Linked DNA regions of Arabidopsis thaliana: region 1 is linked to region 2. The links are chromatin contacts, called in public ChIA-PET maps. All regions are on one chromosome and are shown on one strand. Each heading gives the region's core, a stretch centred on a gene start, on an enhancer-like site or on the middle of the called end of the contact. The rest is flanking DNA. Distances are from core to core; before and after follow the strand shown. Region 1 holds the start of AT2G01820 (Leucine-rich repeat protein kinase family protein). Region 2 holds the start of MAP70-3 (microtubule-associated proteins 70-3).

The links. ChIA-PET counts read pairs in DNA pulled down with a chosen protein or histone mark.
Region 1: an H3K4me3 ChIA-PET map of shoot shows a contact between it and region 2, with 13 read pairs. The contact joins the promoter of AT2G01820 here to the promoter of MAP70-3 in region 2. A contact is called at or near these places in 1 of 26 Hi-C or Micro-C datasets (shoot) and 1 of 2 datasets of contacts at active chromatin or transcription factors (shoot).

What each region holds. Positions count from the first base shown.
Region 1 is chr2:357,193-363,620 of TAIR10.1, forward strand. AT2G01820 (Leucine-rich repeat protein kinase family protein) reads right to left here and starts at 3,732. Exons shown (of 2, transcript NM_126243.4): 1 at 1,203-3,732; 2 at 161-1,016. The coding sequence starts at 3,489. The coding sequence ends at 472. WOL (CHASE domain containing histidine kinase protein) reads right to left here. Exons shown (of 11, transcript NM_201667.1): 11 at 5,791-6,371. The coding sequence ends at 6,140.
Region 2 is chr2:324,532-330,879 of TAIR10.1, forward strand. MAP70-3 (microtubule-associated proteins 70-3) reads left to right here and starts at 3,494. Exons shown (of 12, transcript NM_126236.4): 1 at 3,494-3,703; 2 at 3,785-4,081; 3 at 4,252-4,337; 4 at 4,960-5,025; 5 at 5,118-5,288; 6 at 5,387-5,557; 7 at 5,657-5,812; 8 at 5,921-6,067; 9 at 6,192-6,263. The coding sequence starts at 3,820. AT2G01740 (Tetratricopeptide repeat (TPR)-like superfamily protein) reads right to left here and starts at 3,344. Exons shown (of 1, transcript NM_126235.2): 1 at 1,605-3,344. The coding sequence starts at 3,284. The coding sequence ends at 1,605. RIE1 (RING-finger protein for embryogenesi) reads left to right here. Exons shown (of 5, transcript NM_179593.4): 1 at 1-470; 2 at 540-659; 3 at 734-866; 4 at 947-1,105; 5 at 1,200-1,563. The coding sequence ends at 1,364.

The DNA of each region.
Region 1 (6,428 bases), core at 2,482-4,981, 33 kb after region 2:
TAGCAAATTGAATGAATACGGAGACTGCTTTGATATTCCAGTGGGTGTATGGTCCAAAGTCCAAACCCATAAACACATGGCTTTATTGGACTTGTGGGCTTGGAATACAAAATGATTTCTCATAGAAAGTGTACTTATAGTAATCTACTTGCTTAAACCCCTAAACACATGTTAATAACTTAAACCGCAGTGAGTTCAAAATACTGTTTGGTTCAGCTTTTACGGTTTATGAGTTGGATTTTACTGACGAAATATTAAAATTTTAAGAACTCAAAGATTGTTATCTTTGCATAAAAACTACACAAAGTAGATAGATAAATACACTAACCAAAAGCTTGCAGTAGATAAAAACGAAGTCATAAGTAAATATGCTTCAGAGAAAAGCAAAAAAAGGGAGAGCGAGAGAGAGATTTATCACACAATGCTTCATCTTCTTCTTCTACTAAAACGTTTTACGCAATCTTGATTTTTTCAACGTCCATCCACAGAAGTGAACGAGTCAGCAAATCCAGATGGGCGAGTTGGGATACTTGTCTGCGTATTGTCTTTGCTTCCATAAGCCGAAGACGAAGATCCCGAGTCATCCGCGGTCTGGCTTAGTCCCTCGAAAGCTTGCCATTTCTTAAGCACCTGCGGAAGCGGCATATCGTAGTCTATCCCATAGACGTCATCAGGGTCGGTCTCAGTTGGTTTCCATTGGACGGTGAGTGAAGAAAGGACGTTAACGATGTGAGCCATGTCAGGTCTTTGGTAAGGCTCACGGGCACAGCAATGACCAGCAAGCTCCCAGACTTTTTCAATACTGGCTACGGTATCGTCGTCGAGGCTGATGTTTGGGTCTATTGCGTTTTTGAAGGCATTTTCGTCTTTGCTGGCTGCTACCCGACGGAACCATGTGACTAGATGGACGCTGTCTTCGGGTTGCGTCTCGTCTAGGGCTTTACGACCAGTGATTAGCTCCATAAGTATGACCCCAAGGCTGAAAATGTCTACCTTGGTCGTCACTCTTCCCGTCACTGCCAAAATCAGAGTATAGAACAATTGCCAAACGATCAAAGGATGAAACTATAACATTTAGGAAAATGCAATAAGATCAAAGCATGAAAATTTAAGTGCAAAACGGCCAAAGTATGAAACTTTGACACTGGGCAAGTGCAAATCAATTGAAAGGCAGAGACTTTAAAATTTGGGTAAGTACAAACCTGCGTATTCTGGGGCAAGGTATCCGAAAGTCCCAGCTACTCGAGTCTCAATGGAGTATTTGCCATCAGGGGCTAAACGTACTAACCCAAAGTCAGAGACTTTAGCGCGCATATCATCACCAAGAAGGATGTTTGATGGCTTTAGATCCCTATGGATAAAGCTCTGATGCGCAAGTGTGTGCAGATACTCGACACCTCGAGCTACATCCAATGCAATCGCCAGCCGTCTAGTCCAGTCTAACGGTTTTCGCCCTTCCTCTTTCCAGTGGAACAAATGCTGACTTAGTGTCCCCTGTGGCATGTACTCGTAGACAAGAAGCCTCTCGTTCCCGTCAAGGCAGTAACCGAGAAGCGCAACGAGATGACGATGACGCATTTTAGTCAGAACAGTGATCTCAGATTTAAACTCAGTAAGTCCCTTATCACTCACAACCGAAGACTCCATTCTCTTCACAGCTATTTTTGTTCCATCGTGGAGTTCGCCTTTGTAAACTGTCCCGAAACCACCTCTCCCGAGAATATTCTCTTCGCTGAAGTTATTCGTCACATTCCTCAAGACCTGTATCGATATAACCAAGTTCCCAGCTTCAACAACGTGAATATCACTCGCTGCACTTCCGCTGTGACTGTAGCTATCACTTCCTCCACCACTGTTAAGACTAGAAGCTGCAACAGTGAGTTTAATGTCATCGTTGTCACCCGAATGATGCGGATGAATAACCATGTTGCTGCTTGGACTTTGAACTCTAGCAGGTCGCTTCCTTTTCTTCGCATAAAGACACACACCAAGCCCAACCAAACACAATGCACCAACAACCCCACCAACCACAGGAACAATAATCTTGACATTGCTTGATTTCTTAGAAGTTTCACTGCCATCACTTCCTCCTGAAGGTTTACTTCCTGGTGAAGCTCCAGGAGCATCACTCGTTTTGTTAGGTCCATTCTTCCCCATGTTAGCGTTCCCTTCAGTCACCAAAGTCACAGTATCCCGAAACTTTGGCGGTATTCCATAAAAATCGTTGTTAGACACATCAAGTAACCTAAGCTTAGACAATGTGGTAAGCTCATCAGGTATATGCCCGGAGAGTTTATTATCAGCAAGATTGATAGTCTCCAATGAAGTAAGCTTAGCTAAACTCGGAGAAATCGTACCCGAGAGATCCTGTTTCCTCATATTAACAACCGTAATGTTACCTCCAGAACAAGTAATCCCAACCCAGTTAACACAAGGATTGTTTCCTTTCCAACTTTCCGCAAGCTTCACTGGATATCCAAATGATTCAGCTACAGATACCAAAGTATCCACACGAGGATCACAAGCCTCACCAGCTACATTAGTACAAAAGCTATTCATGTTGTTGACTATATCAACACCAACGGATTTGCCAAACAACGGAGTCGGTCCTTGAAGATAATTATTAGTTAAATTCACAGTAGTAAGCGAACTCAAACTAACCAAAGACTGTGGAACAACACCAGTGAGCTGATTCTCTCTAACATTAAACACACGTAGAGATACCAAACCAGAGAGATCAGGAATTGGACCTGAGAACTGATTTCCTTGAAGAGAAACCTCAACGAGCGAAGTCATGTTCCCCAATACCGAGATCGATCCATTAAGCTTCTGACCATTCAAGAACAGAGACTGAATCGAAGTACCAGCAAAACTCATCGGTAACTCTCCTTCTAAACCATTCTGAGATAGTTTCAGATTCGTCAAGCTCGGAAGTGACTGAGAACCGAAGAAATCTGGGATCTTTCCAATAATGCTGCAATTGGAGAGAGTTAGATTCTGCAGAGACGTAGCTTCTTTAACGGTGTCTGGAATTACCCAAGGATCAAACGGATTGTTCTCGAGATACATTTCTTGAAGAGAACTCATACCAGAGAAGAGATTCTTCGGTACAGAGGTAAAAAGATTGTCGTGTAGATTCAGAGTCTGTAAACGAGATAAGCCAGAGAGATCAGGAATAGGACCAGAGATACGATTGAGAAAAAGCTCGAGAATAACCAATTCAGAGAGACTCTGAAGATTAGTAGGAAGAGTTCCACGAATCCCTTTTTGTTTAAGCTGAATCTTAGTAACACGATTACTTCCATCGCATTGAACAGATTGCCATTTACAAGGGTTAGGGTTAGACCAATCGACGTCTGATGTAAGATTCAGACTTGATTTGAGAGATTGCATAGTCGAATCATCGAGACCGGTTTGAGAAAGTGAGAAATTGGCCAAACCCAGTAAAGAGATGATGAAACAGAGAGTACCCAAATGGGAATTTGACATTTTTTGTTGGAGAAAGAAACAGAGTGGAGGAGGTTAAAGGTGTCGCCTTTGAGAATTCTGAGTCTAGGGTTTTAGGGAGGCATTGAAGAAGAAGAAGAAGAAAAGGTTTACAGAGAGGAAAGGGAAAGACGAAGGAATCGGCGGAGATCGAGGAAGATAGAGAGACGAAGAAGATTAAAGGTAAGAGGATCATAAAAGCATTGCCTTTTTATTTATTATTCTCATTCAAATGAAATATTTATTCTTCTGTAATAAAATGGATGAACCATAATTAATAAAAATGCATACTTTAAGTTTTGCTTGTGTAGAGTGTGTGTGTGTGTGTGAATACAGCTGGCAAGGTGGCATAATTAGTGGTGAAAAACAATAGTGAAAATCGCCGAATAATCCATAATTATGAATAATGAGATTATCTACTAATTGTGTTTATAACTTTATATTAAAAAAAAATCAGAATTAGGAATAAGATACAAATTTTATGACATTTAGATGTTTTCAGTTTAGGTGAATATATTATTAACATTTGTAAAGTTTGTAAATAAAAATCACGTTTGAAATATTTTATTTATATATTCAATTAGAGAATTTTACTTTTTAGGAAGTTTTAACAATTGATTTGTGTCAAAATTGGTAATAATAAAAGTAATATCTCTATGATTGAGTGTATTTCGGCATTTTTCGGACTAAACTGCTAATAATATCGATTGTCTTTCCTAAATTTTTAAAATATTTTATTTTGTAATAGATCTTGGATTTTTGTTCACATTATTTCCATTTGCTTCTATAAAAAAAGGATATTATTTCCTCCTTATGAATATTTGTGGGACGAATACAATACGTGGAAACTTATCTGTATTTCTTAGAATAGAAAAAGCATTTAATACGGTGACGGTGGTTACCTATTGTTTAGGGTCAAAGATTAGTCGAAAATTGAAATTTCATCGTAACGTGCTAAAGACAGTTTAAGATTACACCGTTTTATTTAATTCATTTTTTGACTCATTGTGTCACGACTTCGTGAGTAATTATATACTTTGAATAAAAAAAATTAAAAGATTAATGAGTACTTTGCATTGCATGGTCTTAATCTTCTCATGACTAATTTTGACCAAACAAGATAAATGTGATTTTTTTGCAGTCCCGACAAAAAAGTTTTTAACTGTAAAAGACAGACGCCGTGAAATCCGGAGCATATTAGCCACGCATTAATCTTCATTCGGCTGATTTTTTAACGGTCGTTATCTTACGCCGTTTACCACAATTTTTAATGTTTGTTAGGTTGGAGAGTTATTATTATTACTTACCAGTTTCACTCTAACCTAGAACTATTCTTCTTCTTATGGTATTGAATGTCTGTTTTTATTCACTAGTAATAAATATTATAACTATACTATTTTAAAAATAGTTATAGTACGATATGTAGAAATTGGGACATGTATATTGTTGTTGTTAATCTTATAGAAAAATAGTAAAAGTAGCTAAAGATTGGTGTATTATACGCACCAACCATATACTATAAACTCGCACGAAATGTAGATCGAACACTTGTGTACGTAGAAAGATTACGTGACAACAACAACTAGTCCACTTTGCTGTTCGTTACGGTCACACATCAACCACATTTATTTCACTTACTTCTTTTTTCAATCATTTCTTAAATTCTCAATAATTCTAAAAATCAGATATTTGTCCAAACCTCTTTGGTGTAGTGGCACAAGGAAACTTTAACTCCTATACCTGAGTTTGATTTTTCATGAAAACAATAACAAATTTGTTTAGAAAGTCTCTCAGTTGTGATTTGGTCCAATTAATTTATTTGGTAGTTAGAAATGCAGACGGTATGATTATCCTTGGTATTAGTCGGAAGGCATTTCAAATTAGAACCTAACAGTGTGGTGATCCAATTCTACCTAAATCGGGAGAAATTCATTCTGTAGTATTTCGTTGCGTTCCTACTGAAACTGATAAAATAAGTCGATAGAGTATATAAAAAACAAACAAAAAGTCAGATATTTTCTATATACTCTTCTTGGACAAGTTCCTAATTCTTCTCATCCTTTATAGATTACATCGAGAGATCCGATTAAAGGGTTGTTGATTGGCTTTGGTTATCTCACTCGGTTTAGTGAGATCGACGAACCAATAGTAAAACGCAGTCGTTTTTAAGCTTTGCTCTGTTTCTGTTGTTTGAAAGCTCAAGTCGTCGACTGAGCTATAGCTAATGAAGAGTTGTTTGAGCTCTTTCTCTGATCTTCGTTCAACTAGCTAACCGATTTGGTTGCTAAACAAGCTCAAAAGATGAATCAAAATGGTCTCGTCTCAAGTTATAAGAAGATGTTATATATGGAAAAGTTATTATTAGAACATTACAATGTTTAAACGACTAACCAAATCTGATACAGTACAAACGATCCCGTGGGATTAATACTTACGCTAAGATCAACACTGAACCGTCGTCTTAGACGTTGTCGTTTAACAACATACACTAGTCATGGCAAGCTACATTACTTCGGTGAAAGAAAAAAAAACCTTCAAAATCTCTAGATTGTGAACCTACTGTATGTACAGAAACCAAAATGCATATCAATCAGCAGAATCGGTCCACTCTTCCGGCTGCGGAGAGAGAAAAAAAACTCGCCGGAAGATTGGATTACGACGAAGGTGAGATAGGATTAGGTTTGAATGATTTGGCAACGGATTTATAGAGATTCTCTTCTTCAAAAGGTTTGGAGACGTAACCATCCATCCCACTTTTCAGACATTCCTCGTAGGTCGCGTGTATCACATCCGCAGTCATCGCTAGAATCGGTAAATGCCATTCGAGATTTGTCTTCTCTTTAGTTTCCTTCTCCATCATTCTTATCTGACGAGTTGCTTCAAATCTGAGAATCAATGAAGTTTATAAAAGATTTTAACCGAATCCGAACCAAACCAAGTCA
Region 2 (6,348 bases), core at 2,244-4,743:
CGTGATCAACATGCGCCTCTACTCCGTCCACGACACGACGGCTCTTTTTCTTCTTCTTCTTCATCAGCCAGACCTACAGCTCTCGCCGTTCTATTAGGACGGATCACCGGCCACCGAGCACCGTCGATGCTGGTTAGAGAAACAGCGGCGCGTGCTCTCGAGGAGAGACGAATCGATTGGGGTTACTCGAAGCCTGTAGTTGCTGCTGATATACTATGGAACGCTGCTTTAGTTCTTGCGTCAGCGGTTATGCTTGTCGGTACCGTTGAAGAAAGACCTAATGAACCGATTAGGGTTTGGATCTGTGTGTATGGGTTACAGTGTTTGTTCCATGTGGTTTTGGTTTGGTCTGAGTATTGGAGAAGAAACTCAACTCGTAGAGCTAGGGATTTGGAGTCTTATGATCATGAAGATTACAACATTGAGTATGATTATGAACAAGACAGTGATGACAATTCAACAACTTACAGGTTTTGGTTATTGAAAAATCTCAATTTCATGGTTTTATGATTATGAAATTGATGTTTTATTGTAATCAGTTTTGTGAAGAGATGTGAGTCGATAAACACAGTGATATCATTCATATGGTGGATAATTGGATTCTACTGGGTTGTTGAAGGTGGTGATAAGCTTTTAGGAGAAGCTCCTAATCTTTACTGGTAACATATTGCTCATTCAAAAGCTAAGAATTGCTTTTGTGTGTTTCCCAAATCTTACGGGTTTTTTTTCGCAGGTTATCGGTGATTTTCCTGGCGATTGACGTCTTCTTTGCTGTTTTCTGTGTTGTTTTGGCTTGCCTTGTTGGAATAGCTCTTTGTTGCTGTCTTCCTTGCATAATTGCTCTTCTTTATGCCGTTGCTGGAACGGTATGAAGCCATCTCATCGATCTTTGTTGTCTACTACTTTAAAGAACTTAGAGACGCCTTTTCTTGCGGGTTTTATACAGGAAGGTGTATCGGAGGCGGAGCTCGGTGTTCTTCCCTTGTACAAATTTAAGGCTTTCCATAGCAATGAGAAGAACATTACTGGACCTGGTAAAATGGTTCCTATACCGATCAATGGCTTATGCTTAGCAACTGAAAGAACACTGCTTGCTGAGGATGCGGTAAACACGAATCTAGTTTGACAACGATTTGTTACTTATGAACTCTGCTTTTGCTTAGTTTCAAAGGCTTCTTCTACTTGATTTTTCTTAACAGGATTGTTGCATATGTCTGAGTTCATATGAGGATGGCGCAGAGCTTCATGCTCTTCCTTGTAACCACCATTTTCATTCGACTTGTATTGTGAAATGGCTTAAGATGAGAGCAACATGCCCTCTTTGCAAATACAACATTCTTAAAGGAACCACTGATCAATCTTGAAGACAAAACTCAACCAACCAGAGGGAATAAGATTCTGCACATATAGAAACAGATTCCATTTCCTCAATTAAAAAGCTTCTGTATATATTTATTTACATAACTATCAAAGTCATGTGTCTTTTGTTAAAAGCATCCATTTTAAATGTAAAAGATCACACTTTACAAATGCCCTTTTCTATATTTGCCCATATTTGAGAATACAGCTGATGCTCATAGTCATAGCTCAAATCATAAGAAAGTTCACGAACAGTTCACTTCATTGCCACACTGTTTGCTGCAATCCGCATCACTTACTGCTGTTACAAGCCCCCTTCTCTGCATATCAAGAAGCAAATCCGAAGCAGCGGCCATGTTTCCCTCCTTTTCATAAGCTCTAATCAAGAGATCAAAAACAGCCGAATCAGGACTTATTCCGCTATTCAACATTTCATCGAAAACTTGTCTTGCCTCAACCATCAAACCCTTGCTAGCTAGCCCGTAAATCAATGTAGTATAGGCTAACAAATCAAGCAAAAGACCTTCCTGAACCATTCTGGTTTTTAACTTAAACGCATCCACCAAATTCCCTTGCTTACACAAACCAGCTATCCAAGAAGTGTACATGAACTTATCTGGAACAAGTCCAGCCTCTGAGATTTTACTAAACAATCTCTCAACTTCTATAAAGTCTCCTTCTTTGCACAAAGCATCAATAAGCACAGTGTACATAACATCATTAGCTTTCTCTATACAGAAATAAACTATAGCTTCATGTAGTTGTCCATTCTTCGCAATCCCATCGATCATAGTCGAAAGAGCTACAACATCGGGCTCAAAGCCTCTCTCAATTAATTTGTGGTACATGTTAACCGCAGCCTTCATGCGTCCGGATTTAAAATATGCATTCATCATTGTAGTAAAAATCACCATATCAGGAACTAAATCACTTTTCTCCATATCTTCTACAATCTCAGTTGCCTCCTTTAGTTTACCATTACCACAAAGGCCTGATATGATTACGCCGTAAGCTGTTATATCAAGTCTCATCCCTTGATTGAGCATTTTGGCCAGAAACTTCATGGCATTATCCGAATCTCCTCTCTGAAAAAAACCATCGATAATCGTAGTGTATACAAGAGAGTTTGGCTCAACTCTATCCTCGACCATCCTTGAATACATTTCCTCAGCTCTCTGCATTTCCCCCTTCTTGCAGAAACCATCTATCAAAGCAGTATAAGTAACAACATTCAAAGACATCCGAACGCGTCTCATTTCTTTGTATAACGAAACCGCAACCTCCAAGTCACCAGCTTTACAGTACCCATCAATCAAACAAGTGAAAGTAACCACATTTGGAGATAAAGCATCTCTCTTCATAGAGTGAAAACTCTTCAACGCCAACTGCAACTCCCCGGATTTGCAGAACGTGTCGATCCAAGTACTATAAGTAACAACATTCGGCGAACAACACTTCAACATAACACCCATATACACAAAAACCTCATCTAACATCTTCATCTTGCTAAACCCATTAAACAGAGAATTAAAACTAACTATGTCAGGCTTGCAGATAAACCCATGAGAGGCTCTTAAACTCTCTAAAACCAAACTAGCACTTCTGATATCTCCATTTCTACAATGCCCATCAATGAGAGAGTTATAAGATATAACATCTGGTTCACACCCGAATCTAGGCATCGAGTGAACGATATCTTCAGCGAATTTAACTTGCCCTAGTTTACAAACAAACGATACGACCGAATTGAATGAAGAACGATGAGGAGTGTAACCTCTGGAGACTAAGTAAGCTAAGAATTTGAGAGATAGAATGCCGCAATTGGAATTGATTAGCTGATGAATATGCTTGTTGCAGGTGAATGGGTCTGGGAGATTCGAGGATTTTCTCAGGCGAGAAAGAAATTGAAGAGCTTCTCTGACCATTCATGGACATGGGTTTCTTCAGAAGATTCGAAAGGTTACAACTTTGAAAAGATTTTTAAACATCAAAGCTAAATCTAACGGAGAAGGCTTAAACCCTAGAAGGTTAAAGAAGACCGTCGTTCGGTTCTAAACGACAGCGTTTAATTGTAAGCTTATTATTAAATAAACATGAAAATGTAAAAAAAATCTGAAAACGGTAATTATCTCTCTCTACTCGCTGTGACTTAGCATAAACCTCTTTTAAATCCTTCTCTACCAAAAAAAACTTGCTATTTCTCTTTTGTTTTTGTAGAATCTCCGGTGAAGCCGAATTCAAACCCTAACACTTTTGGTTCATCAGTTCTTCTTGACGATTCAGTGTTGTTGCGCGTCTTATTTCTACATTTTGCTTTCTCGATTTGAGAATGTGCTGATTTTAGGTATGTGTTGATTTTTTTTTTTTGTTTCTGGTGGATGGATTTGAGACTTCAATAGATATGGAACTTTTGATGCCTGTGTAGATTAGAGAAGTAAGGGTTTTATAGATCGGGAATAAATGGAGGAAGGTGGATATGCGTTTGAGGTTAACAATGGAAGACCAACGGCGAGTGAGTTTGGTACGACGGCGAGGATTTCGTCACCGTCATTGACTATGTCATCGTCTTTCCGTGAAGGAGGAGGAGGAGGTGGAAGTAAGGGTTTAACACGACGGAGGTCAATGAAGCCGAGTTTTGACGCCGATAATGAGTTCATTACTTTACTCCATGGCTCAGATCCGGTTAAAGTTGAGCTTAATAGGCTTGAGAACGATGTCAGAGGTACTCTATGATTCTCGATCTGTTTTATTCTATTGGTTGATTTCAAGTTTCCGTTGACATTTTTGATTTTGTAATTTGGTATAATTAGGTTTTTGGATATATGTTTGAACTTTTCCGTACGTGCATGAATGTCATTTCTTGGTTTTAAACTTTGACTTTTTGGTGCTCAGATAAAGATCGGGAGTTGTCTGAATCCCAAGCTGAGATCAAAGCATTGAGGTTGTCTGAACGGCAAAGAGAGAAGGCTGTTGAAGAGGTTAGTGTAATATCTGCACTTAATCTGTCTTTTTCCTTACATTTCACAATGTCCTGTAAAGGTTGTTTGGATTAGACTTGATTCAACTGAATATTTCACATGAACAGAAGATTGAAGATATAGCTTGACTTAATGGATTATTTGTTTGGGTCTAATCAATGGTTAGGAAGAAGTTAAATTTGTGAAGCACAATTTCAATATTTAGATTCTGAAAAATGTTATCCTTCGGCTCTAAGTTTTTGCGCAAGTTGCATTATGTAGTATAGGTGGTTGAACTGAATTACTCTTGGGTTCGTTTCTAGACCTTCATTAGTTTTCCGATATGTGGCTGTAGTTTTTTTCTGTTACCGTTCCTTTGTAAGCCTGGTTTCACTCTTGTTTGGCCTGTGGTCAGTCGCTCCACGAAGCATATACATATTCCTGAATCCTTGTCTTAAGAAGATGTATTATGATTTGGCTTTCATTATTGTTTATAGCTAGATCTTGAAATGCTTTGCGAGAAAAAATTGTGTTCATGCCTGCAAAATCTTATATGAAGTTTATATATTAGGTCACATAAATCATCTTTTTTTATCCATCTTTGTATATTCTGACGCTCTACTCTTTCATTTGATTGTTTAAGCTTACTGAAGAGTTGGGAAAGATGTCGGAGAAGCTCAAACTAACTGAAAACCTTCTTGACAGTAAAGTATGTTTGCAATGTTTCTCAGTTGCTTTTCATTTTCCAATCTCTTTTATTTTTCTGGATTCTGTATTTGATGATATCGCATCTTGTCACAGAACCTTGAAATCAAGAAAATAAACGAAGAAAAAAGGGCTTCAATGGCAGCTCAATTTGCTGCAGAAGCCACTCTTCGAAGGGTTCATGCTGCTCAAAAGGATGACGATATGCCTCCTATTGAAGCTATTCTCGCTCCTTTAGAGGCTGAACTCAAGTTGGCGAGACATGAAGTATTTTACTTCCTTTCAATCAACTATATCTCTTATTTCCTTGCTTATTGAGTCTTGGAACCTTTTTAATAACTGGGCATTGCATTCTTCATTTGTAGATTGTTAAACTTCAAGATGACAACAGAGCATTGGACCGTCTAACCAAGTCGAAGGAAGCAGCTTTGCTTGATGCTGAAAGAACTGTTCAGTCTGCTCTTGCAAAGGCTTCAATGGTTGATGACCTCCAGAATAAAAACCAAGAGCTAATGAAACAGATAGAAATTTGTCAGGTATCACTTTCGCCTCCTTTACCCAGCAGTACTATAAATTCCTGGATCTCTCTCCTTCGTTTTCGTGAGCATGCCTTGTTTATCGATTGTTCAAATTAGGAAGAGAACAGAATTTTGGACAAGTTGCACAGACAAAAGGTTGCAGAAGTTGAAAAGTTTACCCAGACCGTACGGGAGCTTGAAGAAGCTGTTCTTGCTGGTGGTACAGCTGCAAATGCAGTGAGAGATTACCAGAGGAAATTTCAAGAAATGAATGTAATAATTAAATTACACGTTTAGTGCCTCATTAGCCTATTGCTACCCTTGTACTTAAAATTCAATTCCTGTGCTAATCATAGCTATGGCCATTAATCCTTTCATTAGGAAGAGAGGAGAATCCTTGATCGGGAACTGGCTCGTGCCAAAGTAAGTGCAAGCAGGGTTGCAACTGTAGTGGCAAATGAGTGGAAAGATGGTAGCGATAAAGTGATGCCTGTGAAGCAATGGCTCGAAGAACGAAGATTTCTGCAGGTTACTTTTGATATTTTATTTTTGGGCTTCTGTTACTGCTTCGAGTTGTGATTCATATTCACAGGAACCATTGTAACTTGAGTAAGTGCATTCTTTAACCATTTTCCTGTTTCTTTTTGGACAGGGAGAAATGCAACAACTACGTGACAAACTTGCCATAGCTGATCGAGCTGCAAAATCTGAAGCTCAGCTAAAGGTAAGAATTCGGAGTTCAGATCCATATAGCTTTAGTCTTCTTTATGTCCTTATGTATCAAGGCTTTAATTAGAATTGCTGCTTTT